2 separate regions of the Rattus norvegicus genome follow, and region 2 is linked to region 1. Evidence: chromatin contacts called from public Hi-C data. All regions are on one chromosome and are shown on one strand. Each heading gives the region's core, a stretch centred on a gene start, on an enhancer-like site or on the middle of the called end of the contact. The rest is flanking DNA. Distances are from core to core; before and after follow the strand shown.

Region 1 (5,232 bases), core at 1,367-3,866:
CCTACTCACCCCAAAGCCCACTGTGCAGAGAAGGAAACAGATCCAAACTAGGGAGAGTTCTTTAAAGAAACCAGTAAGACTACAGTATCACTATCATAACTAACAAGACAGCAGCAGCTGGGCACGACACTTCACATTATCCAGGATTACATTAGTTAACTCTCACCACCTTCAAAGATTCTACCATATACACACCTAATCTTTGTGGGGGAAGAAGGAGTAATTTGAGAAGTGCTTTCATTGTATAACCTAAGCTGGCCTTGAACTCACAATCCTCCTGCTTCTGCCTCCTTAGTGCTGGGATTAGGTACCACATTTAATTTTTAAAATGATTTATTTTTATTTTATGTGCATGGTGTTTTGTCTGCAAGTATGTCTGTGTGAGGGTGTTAGATTCCCCTGCACCTGTATTTACAGATGGTTGTAAGCTACCATATGGGTTCTCTGGAAGAGCAGCCAGTGCTCTTAACCGCTAAACCATCTCTCCAGTCCCCCAGATTTATTTAATTGTAGTAAACACAGCATGAACTCTACCATCCTATGTTCAAGTGTGCAGCTAAGGAACATTATACATTCCCATTGTTTTGCAACCATCACTCCAATCCACTCAGAATCCATGTGCAAACCCGACTGTGTGCCTAGGAAGCACTAGCCCATCGTCCCCTTTTTCTACTTTATTTTCTATGTCTATGTCAACATAACAGTCATTTGTATGGGCAGACGTAGGTACTACTTTACCCTGGTGTTCAGTCACAGCTGTAACCTCCTGAGTGACAGACAAACTAGAGTAATTAAAAGTACGGTTTTCATGGCATCCATGCCCTTTTTCCCAACCCAACCTTAACTGATTTTTTTATTTGTTCTGGTTTGTTTTTAAGGGTTTTTTTTTTAAATGTGTATGACGGTTTTGCCCATATGTATGTATGTATACCATGTGGCTATGGTACCCATGGAGGCTGAAAGAAGGTGTTGGATCCCCTAGAACTCCAGTTGCAGTGGCAGCAAACACTCTTAACCACTGAGCCATTTCTTTAGCCACAAAAGTCTAGAGATCCCTACTCCACGTGACCAAGGGGTGAAGGAGGCCATGTTCATACCTGCTTGGCAGTTTCGGCACCCTGGCCACTGGTCTTAGGGCCCTTCCGAGGTCTTGGCCCTGGCATCTTGGCAGGCTAGATACCTATCAGGTGTAAAGTTGAAGAGACTCAGACCGGAGTAGATGATGAAATGGAACCCGTGGTTAGGGGGTTTATTCCCGTGGGAGAGGAGAGGCGGTGGATGGGAGGCAGGGGACCACTGTCAACAGAGGGATATGGGGGCGGGGGTGTACAATTTCTGAAGTGACTGGTGCCCATGGAAGGCAGATTTACGGAAGCATACAATGGTTTGGAAAGGCTATTAAAAGAAGTGCCGTTTGTCCTGCGAATAATGTGTCTATTTACATTTAAGTTAAAAATTCAGTTCCTCAGTCATACCAGGTAAGTTTCAAGTACTGTAGCTAAACCTCACTAAAGAGCACCACTAGGCAGCACGGACATAGGTCGCTTTCATCATCAGTTTCCTTGGACACTCTACACCTGATTCAGCATTCAGACCCTCTGAAAGATGTCACAAGTGGTCAACGGGTAGTGTAGCACAGCCTGCCCAGCACCGGAAGAAACTCATTTGCTTCTACCTCAGGCTTCAAGGAAACAGACCCATGGGCAGACAACCACCACAGAGTAGCTGCAAAGACCATGGATGTGAGAGGTTGCCCCTTATCGAGGACCTAGAAAAGGCATCTAAGGAAGGATGAGGTCTGTGCTGAGTCATGAAGTTTGGGCACTGGGGACGAGCAAAATTCCAAGCAAATTAATCGAACTGATACCAGTTCTGAGGTGAGAAATGGCTTGGCCTATACAAGGGAAAAACGCCCGGCATCACTGAGGCATAAACCAAACTGCAAGGCTAGAAATGAGGGCATGAACCAGGGGAGAAAGAGAAACACCTTTAAGGCTTTAAAGGTACTTAGGCGTTACCCTGACAGCAGTGTGAAGCATGATGGGTTGCTGCAGAAGGTGCACAGGGAAGTGGGAGATCATATACGGCGGGAAACCACAGCCCTGAGCATCTTGCAAATCTATGGAGGAGCGTGAGGTGGCGTGGGGATTAAGAAGCAGACACGATCCCGCGTCTGGAGCTGGGACCAACAAGGCTGCAAGGTTTCCTGGTGTGAACACACAGGCGTCTGCCACTCCAAGTGTCAGATTTCGACAGCAGTCAACAGCGAAGCGTCAGCCGGGATGGGGTGCGGGAGTGAAGGCGCTCAGGAGAATGAGATACTCCGCTGCCGCAGGCCGGTCGGGGCTCAGGAGAGGCGACGCCGGGCTCCCCACACCCGCGCCTCCTCCCGCTGCCAGGCTCGGCCCGGCCCGACCCAAGCCGCCTCTATCTCCCCGGCCGCCCCCAGACTCCACACGCCCGGAAGCGGGCACGTGGCATACCTCGCGGCGGACCCGAACCAAAACCGGGCCTTCTCGAGCCCGGAACCGCCTAGCTTCCCGCGGCCCCCGGGCGGCGGCGGAGACAGCCACAGGAAGCACCCGCCCAGGAGGCGGTGGCTCTCGCCCGGCACGTGACAACACAGCCAGCTGCCTGCAGTGCGCATGTGCGCGGGGAAGCGGGCGGGGCGCGCCCACAGGTGACGCCTTGGGTGGGGCTGGCTGTGAGCAGACACTTCCAGCAGGTAACGCGATACTGGCTGACGGCGGCGTTGTGAGGTTTGGCGTCTTGCGCCCTTCACACACGGTAGGCGTTCCCCACCCTGACGTAGTTTCTTCGAGAGGCCTCCTCCCTAGCTCTCTTCGCTCGCCGCGAGGCTTCCGCTTCCTAATGGGTACCACAAGGTAGCCGGGCCGAGTCCCTGTATGGAGATCCTGGAGGATGCGGCTTCCTCGCTGCCCATTCTGTGCATCCTAGGCTCGGAAAATTAGCTCTCCGGGAAATAGAGCTCTTTTCTAGTCAGAGGGCAGAACAAAGCTTGAGTTTAGAGGAACCAAAGCTCTCTAACTGAGACAAGAGCATCGATGCAGGCTGAAGGGCCGCCTCTACCTCAAGGAGCCCTGATATATCGGAATTGATGGAACTGACCCGCAGGTGGACCGAACCCCAAGATTCCCCACGTCACATGCACAGTCTCACTTCATGGAGAGACTGCAGGCTTCAGTTCTAATTGAAAGAAGAGTTGTGCAACCCCCATGGTGGTGCATGCGTTACGTCAGAGCGCTCGGGAGGCAGAGGCAGCCTGGTCTGGTTCTAGGCAACATAGTGACAACTCGGTCTGGTAAACAAACTGCCTCAGTAAGGTAACTCCCAATTGTCGTCCTCTGACCCTACACAGATGCAGGCCTGACTGCACTCTGACATTCAAATCAACCCACACCAATAATACACAGTAGACATTAATTCCTATAGGTTTGGGGTTTTTCATTTGTTTGTCTTTTGTTTTGTTTTTTCAAGACAGGGTTTCTCTGTAACAGTCCTGGCTGTTGTAGAATTTGCTTTGTAGACCAGGCTGGCCTTGAACTCACTGAGACATACCTGCCTCTACTTCCTGAGTATAAAATCCACTCCTGGGATTAAAGGAGTGCACCACCACCACCACCTGGCTGGTTTGTTTGAAACAGTCTCATGTGCTCAAACCTGACCTCACATTTGATTTGTAATGAACGATGACATGGAACTTGTAGTCCTGCCTGCATCTATACAGCGCAGGCATCACACCCATGGGCCTGCTGAGCTGCTAGCGGTGGAACCACCTCCTAGTTCTAGTAAATTACACGAGGTGTGGCCACCGACTCCTATCTCCCATTCTGCAACAGTTCCTTCTCAATGAGTATCTGTCCTCTTACAGGACACTCACGCTGGCCCCACACAGGCTCAAATGAGAATGGAGAATAATGTAGAAGACAGTGTATAATAATAGAGTCAGGAGGGATAAGAGAGGATAGTGACCAGAGGGACCAGTGCAGAAGAAAACTCTCCAAATGCAAGCAGATAATGGCAAAGAATCACCTTTGTGCCAAATTATGTGCTGAAGTAAACTTTACACTGTTTTCTTAGGTCTCTACACAGAGTTTTCCCAGAGGCTATTTTTCTTGTTCAGAGGATAAAGAAATGGGTTTGGGGTTGTATTCATGACTGTATGTTGCCTATGTGTATGACGCGCATGGAGGGCCTTGTGTTTTCATCTTCCACGGTCCATACTCCACCTCATTTCCTTGAGACAAGATCTCTCACTGAACTAGAGGCTGTTTGAGCTTAGTCTTGCTGATCAGCGAGCTCTGGAATTCCCCAGTCTCCTCTTCCCAATGCTGGGGTCACAAACTCATGCAATATCGCCCAGCTCTATTTTTTGTTTTTTTTGAAATGTGCCCTGTCTGCCTGTACACCTGCACGCCAGAAGAGGGCATCAGATCCCCCTCCTTTTAAATTCATATTAAAAAACAAAAAGATGGAGGTCAAGGCCAGCCTGGTCTTCAGAGGGAGTTCTAGGATAGACAAGGCTATACAGAGAATCCCTGTGTCAAGGAAACTAACAAACAGTATTAGTGTCTTGTGAGCTACCCCATGTGCTGAACCATCTCTGCAGCCTCCGTTTTTGTTTTCTGCTTTTATTTGTGTGTATATGGTGTGTGCGTTTCCAAGCGTTTTGTTGCATTTATGAAAGTACATCATATATGTGCAGTGTCCATGGAAGCCATGAGGAATCAGATCCCCTGAGACCAGAGTTAAAGATGGTAGTAGGCTGCCACATGGGTGCTGGGAATCTAACCTGGGTCCTCTGCAAGAGCTACAAGTATCTTTAACCACTGAGTCATCTCCTCAGTCCCTGTATGTCTAGCTTTTTGTGTAGGTTCTGGGGGTTCAAACATGCCGTTATGCTTAGAGAGCAAGCACTGTTAGTCACTGAGCCACATCCCACTCTCCAAGTGGTGGGTTGTTTGTGTTGGCAAAGTTCTTTGTTTTGGGAGTTGTCCTTGTTTTGAGAGTTTCACTGTGTGATGAGTAAATAATTTAAAAGCTGGCGTCCACGAGACAACGTGCAGTATTATCACAATGTATTTTATAGATCCATCCATTTTCCTGCAGACTTCCTAATTTCATTTTTCTTTACAGACAAATCTGTTGATGGCCAGAAGTAATTTTATGACAGGATATAGTTGTTTGGGTGTATATTGTTGGGTCATGTGA
Region 2 (5,274 bases), core at 2,059-4,558, 180 kb before region 1:
AAAGTCGCTGAGCAGGTAAAACGTAAGCTATCTAGTTCAGCTTAAGAGTACCCATGCTGAGACCAGTTCTAGGGACACAGATATGATTAAAACACTGCACCTGGCCTACAGACTCACAATCTGATAAGGGAGACATACGGGGAGATATGTATTGACCTTGCAGTGCTGAAGAGTTATAAGTTGGGTTAAAAAGAATACAGATGAGATAATTTATACAGTATGTAGTCTTGTACACAAATATAAAATTTAATTGTTTTTCCCTCTTCCCCTTCTGTAAACTTATCATTTATTCATCAAATATCCTAGATCAAAAGGTCTGTACCTATGTGTGCAGGGAGGTGTGTGAAGGGAGGAGAATAATTAAAAAAAAAAAAGGGGGGGGGGTTTAGCTCAGTGGTAGAGCGCTTGCCTAGCAAGCGCAAGGCCCTGGGTTCGGTCCCCAGCTCTGAAAAAAAGAAAAGAGAGAAAAAGAAAAAAAAAAAAACCACAAGAAGTAGTTAGGGTTTGTGACTGACTGTCCAGTAGTGAGCGCTAACAATTAAATCTGGACTTTGGATTAGGCAGCTGGGAGACGATGACGTCACTGGATATCTCCCTCCTCGCTTTAAAATTTTGAGATGGGACTACTGACATGTTGCCTACACTGGCTCCCAACTCCTGTTCAATAGTGATCCCTTTGCCTCGGCCTTTGAAATAAACAGATATACATACAGGTGGATGAGGAGAGCATGCCTGGCTTCACTCGGAGTTTAAAGAGCAAAGAAAATTCTATTGAAGATGATCCTAAGCTTCCTTGAAAACATTCTTATGATATTAACTTTCTACAGGATGTCAATGGTAAACAAATGAAAGTGGGGACTTCTACCAGGGAGTATGATATACTTTATAGTCATTGGAGAGTGGTGGAAATCAATGCATACCGAGAGTGGCAGGACCAAGACAACTGACTGCAAGCTGAAGTGGCTTGAGGTAGAAGAAAAGAGGCAGGTGAGAGACAGGTCAGGAGCTGAGAGTAAAATGAGGAAGCAAGAGGAGAAACAGTCGTGGGTGAAACGGGAGCAGACAAAAGGAGACTGACTGGGCGCATGCATGCCTCCTGTAGTTGGTTCTCTCCTTCTATCACATGGGTTCCAGAGATAAAACTCAGATCACCGAGCTTGGCCCTTTAGCCACTGAGCCATCTGGCCAGCATATGACAAACAGATTTTAAGCAAACTACTATCAAGCAGCCTCCCTCAGCAAGAGTTTGCATAGAAGGGAAGAAAGTGTGAGGCAAGAAGAAACCGGCCCTGGGAACAAATGAATCATCTTCACGCTGTAGCTACACCCTTAGACGTCATGACTATTCACAAACAAATGTAGGTTTTCTGCAGCGGCAGTGAGCTGGGCTTGGAAAGGACAGTGCCAATGTCAGGGTGCCAAGCTGGTCTAAATTAAAGGGCCCCATCTTAAAGAGCAAATGATATCCATAGTAACTCACTCTAACAATGTTTTAATACTTCAGAAAAGATTGCTATCAGATGGGAGACCCCTATGGTTATGGGGTATACTTGCAGCTTTTCTTTATGTTGGATGTCCTTCGGTGGTACCAAGGTACTGAATTCATAGAGATGTTGTGAGGATGAATCACCTTCTGAGCTGGTTTCTGTCGTTACAAAAAGGGGATAGTGATTTTTTTTTTTTAATGTGACTCAGAATTATGTGGCAAAGGCAGACTTGGGACTGTACAGGAACAGCTTTCATTGATGAGAAAAAGAACTGCTAGGTTATATTTTCTCTGAGTGGCTGCTCAATTATTACTTTAACGGTTCCCGAAGTTCTTATGTAATTTTCTCATGTCTTGTTACTTACTATTAGGCCATAACCTAAGGTAAAGCCAAGATTGCTTATAATATTTTTTATGCAGAAAAAAATGTACTGGTTCTATTTTGATATCTGCTGTACGGTAGAATGTCAGAGGATCCAGTATATTAGGTTCTCTTCTTCAGAGGAGAATGTTACATAAATGCACTAGTGAAATTCAGGGAAATTTCACTTAGACCAGGAATGATGAGAATGACCTTTTGATAGGAACACACACACACACACACACACACACACACACACTCACACACACACACACACACACACACACACACACACACACAAAAGGGGTGGAGGAGTGAGGTGGGACAAACAAACACAGATGGGAACAATATCCAGATTAAGAATGACTAAGTGTTAGGGTGCTCTGGAATTAACGAAAATTGTAATTGTAGGCCGGTCCTTCTGTCCCTAACCTTCACAACCAGCTAGGCAGGCAGGAGAAAACAGAGGTTCAAAAATATTACATAACTTGCCAGGGTCATAAAACTCTACATGATGTAACTGAAACCAGTGGTATCAGGATCTGCCTGACTCCGAAGTCCTTGCTTGTTCCAGTATAGCACCCAGAAACAAAACCAACTAACCAACCAAACAAACAAACACCACATTTGGGAATTTGAGGGACCAGGGGATTTAATTTTTTTTTTCTTTTTTCCTATTTGCCTTCTGATAGTCTTTTGTTTTTGGTTGTGGCATTCTGTTAGCAACCCAGAGGCTGGGCAAGATCAAACGGGCGGCATTTGTAAACAAAATGACTACATAGCCTTTAATACAACCACAATTTCCTTCTTTCAGAGTCTTACCTAGGATTTGGTAAGGGGTGGGTGGCACAGAAATAATAGAGGTGGTGGCCAGGGTTAAGTTAGTAAAAGGATGATTCTTTTCTTACCTTTAAGTTGTTTATCAATTTCAGGACAACCCGTTGGTTATTCTCTTCTTTTGGTCAGCGTTTATTTTTTTTGTTTCCCCCCTCCCCCCCCCCCCCATTTTGTGGGGAAGGTTAGGCGTTAAGGGGTTCTGTAGCCAATTTCTGTAGTGAATCTGCACAGTAGCTCCAAAAAAGTTGAGGTCAAAGATTATTTCTTTATCTGTTTTGGGAAGGAATTGTGCATGTGCTTAGAAAAAGAAAAAAGAGATTTGTTCTGGGTCACTCTCCTTTCATACTGACGCACTGAGGGGATTAAAAGGGACCCCCTGTCTGCGCGAGAAATGAACCGAGATTCCCTCACATTCCCGCTCTGCATTCACATACCTTCGGGAGGGAAGAAAAAGGTGCTGGGGTCTGACGGGGGTGGGGTGGGGGGAGCCGACAGCTTCCGGCTCCCGGGAAGCCGCGTCAGGGGCGGGCCACCGGCCGCAGGCGGGCGGGCGGCGCAAGGCGCACCGGGCCCCGCCACCCCCAGGCCGCGTTGCCTCGCGTTCCCTGCCGCTCGTGCCCGGTGCGGCCGCCGCAGTCCCGGCGCCGTAGCGGGACGTGGGGTCCAGGGGGCGCTGTGGCCCAGCGGCGCGGGCGGCTGAAGCGGCCACCGCGGCGCCCGAGGCTTCGCCGAGCCCGTCCGCCTGCAGCGCCTCGGTCGTCCCGCCGTAAGCTGCGCCCCCGGCCGCGCTCCCCCAGCCCCGCGTGGCTGAGGCGACTGGAGCGGCGCTGGGCCTCGTCCCCGGCCGCAGAAACCGCAGCCCCCTCAGGAGTGCGAGGCTTCGCGGCGGAGCCCTGCTGTGGAGGAGGCTCTCGGCTGAGTGACGACCCCCGGGCCATGGAGAGGCGGTGAGTGTGGCGCGCCGCGGTCCGGGGCTCGCCTGCTTGCGCCGCCCAGGGGTCCTGGCGCCTGCTTTCGGGTCGGGCGGACGGAGCGTCCTGCCACCGCGGCCACCGCAGCCACCGCGGGCACCCCGAAGCTCTGGGGCCTCGGCCCTTTCTCCGTGGGTCCCCCGGGAGACTGAAGGCGTGCGGGGGGCGACTAGGCCCCGCGCCGCCGGGAAGCCCTTAGCTGGGCCTGGGTTCCGGCGCGGCCGGGTACGTGAAGACTGGGCTGGCGGCCGCACCGGTGCCCTTCGCATTTGTCCCGGGCGGGGCCGTGCGTGCCTTCCTTCCCAGGGCCCTGAGTGCACATCCCGGAGGGAGGCAAAGGACGGCTTGTTTGCAAACAGCTTTGGCTTGCCTGCGCGGCTTACTGAGTCCCGCGGAGCCAACCCCTGGGTGGGGAGTGGTGAGTATTGAGGTGCAGAGAGTGCGGGCACTCGGAGCCCCAGATACTCCAGGAGTAGCATTCACGCCTCTCTTGATGGAGACACAGCCTTTTGCGTCCTTTTTTGAGGTGAAATTTCATCACCTGCCGCTAGCTCATCCTTTCCTCCCTATGTTACATCTGAGCGAGGTCTGCCTTGGAGAAAGCCCCATCCCATTTTTGCCATGCTAAGTTTCCTAGCTAACCACTTACAGTTAAAAAAAAATCTTTTATGAAGGTGTCTTTTCCACCTTCAAAGAGACAGGAAATTGTTTAATGCCTCAGTCCTTGGTACAAAAATGTACCACTCAAATAGGGAACGGATGGCAAGAAGAATTTTAAATCGAACCAATTAACCTAATAGCAAGGACATGCCGACAATGGGATATAAACTCAGTTGTACAAGAAAAATGATTTGTTTTGATGTAAAAAAAGTGATTGTAGTTTGATATCACACCTCAGTTATTGGCGTGCTTCTTGTTTATGATTACAGGTTATTTTTATTTTCTATTGTAAGGACTTATGTATATCTAGAACTTTAAGGCATGAAAATATGTATATATACTAGAAAATTTGGATACGCAGAGAGGTACTATATTGGCTTTCAATATGTACTTAATAACTGGAGAGAGATTACTGGTAATGTCATAGTATGTTTTGATGGTCATTCAAAGTTTACAGTGAGAGTACTCATAGTGACTTAAAATTTATTATTATTATTATTATTGCTGTTGTTGTTATTATTTGGTATTAATTAAGAATACCTGACTGGTCCACTTTACAGTCAGGCATTTGTTTAAAATTTATAAAATATGTTACTAATTACCGGAGTTAGAGCCATCAGCTAATATGCATAGTTACCTGTAAGACTCCTGACTTAACCTTCCTACAGAGCGTGGGAATCTCCTGAGGACTAAGGAGGTTCATCATGTTGAAGAATTTTGAGCACCCATTGTGTGTGTGTAGCCTTGCCTTTGTCAGATTTTGTGTGTTTTTAACTGTAGAACATTGGTTTGATTAAGTATGTTCATTAACTTAGGTTTTAAAAATCAAATTCTTAGTGTCTCTAAAGACCAATATTAGAATCAGTTGGGGTGCTGATTAAAATATTTGATCCCTGGTCCCCTAAATCAGAATTGTAGATCAATTTGAATTCAGAATTCAAAGATCTTGATTTTTATCA

What was found. A called contact is a pair of places that touch in the nucleus more often than the background predicts.
Region 2: a Hi-C map of mammary epithelial cells shows a contact between it and region 1, with 2.0 times the contacts expected there. The contact joins the promoter of Zfyve9 here to the promoter of Cc2d1b in region 1. A contact is called at or near these places in 2 of 12 Hi-C or Micro-C datasets (Schwann cells and mammary epithelial cells).

What each region holds. Positions count from the first base shown.
Region 1 is chr5:128,579,378-128,584,609 of GRCr8, reverse strand. Cc2d1b (coiled-coil and C2 domain containing 1B) reads right to left here and starts at 2,616. Exons shown (of 25, transcript NM_001270984.1): 1 at 2,484-2,616; 2 at 1,098-1,180. The coding sequence starts at 1,163. It also overlaps a transcript of Orc1 not described here.
Region 2 is chr5:128,756,428-128,761,701 of GRCr8, reverse strand. It overlaps Zfyve9 (zinc finger FYVE-type containing 9), which reads left to right and starts at 3,308. Exons shown (of 19, transcript NM_001107952.1): 1 at 3,308-3,631.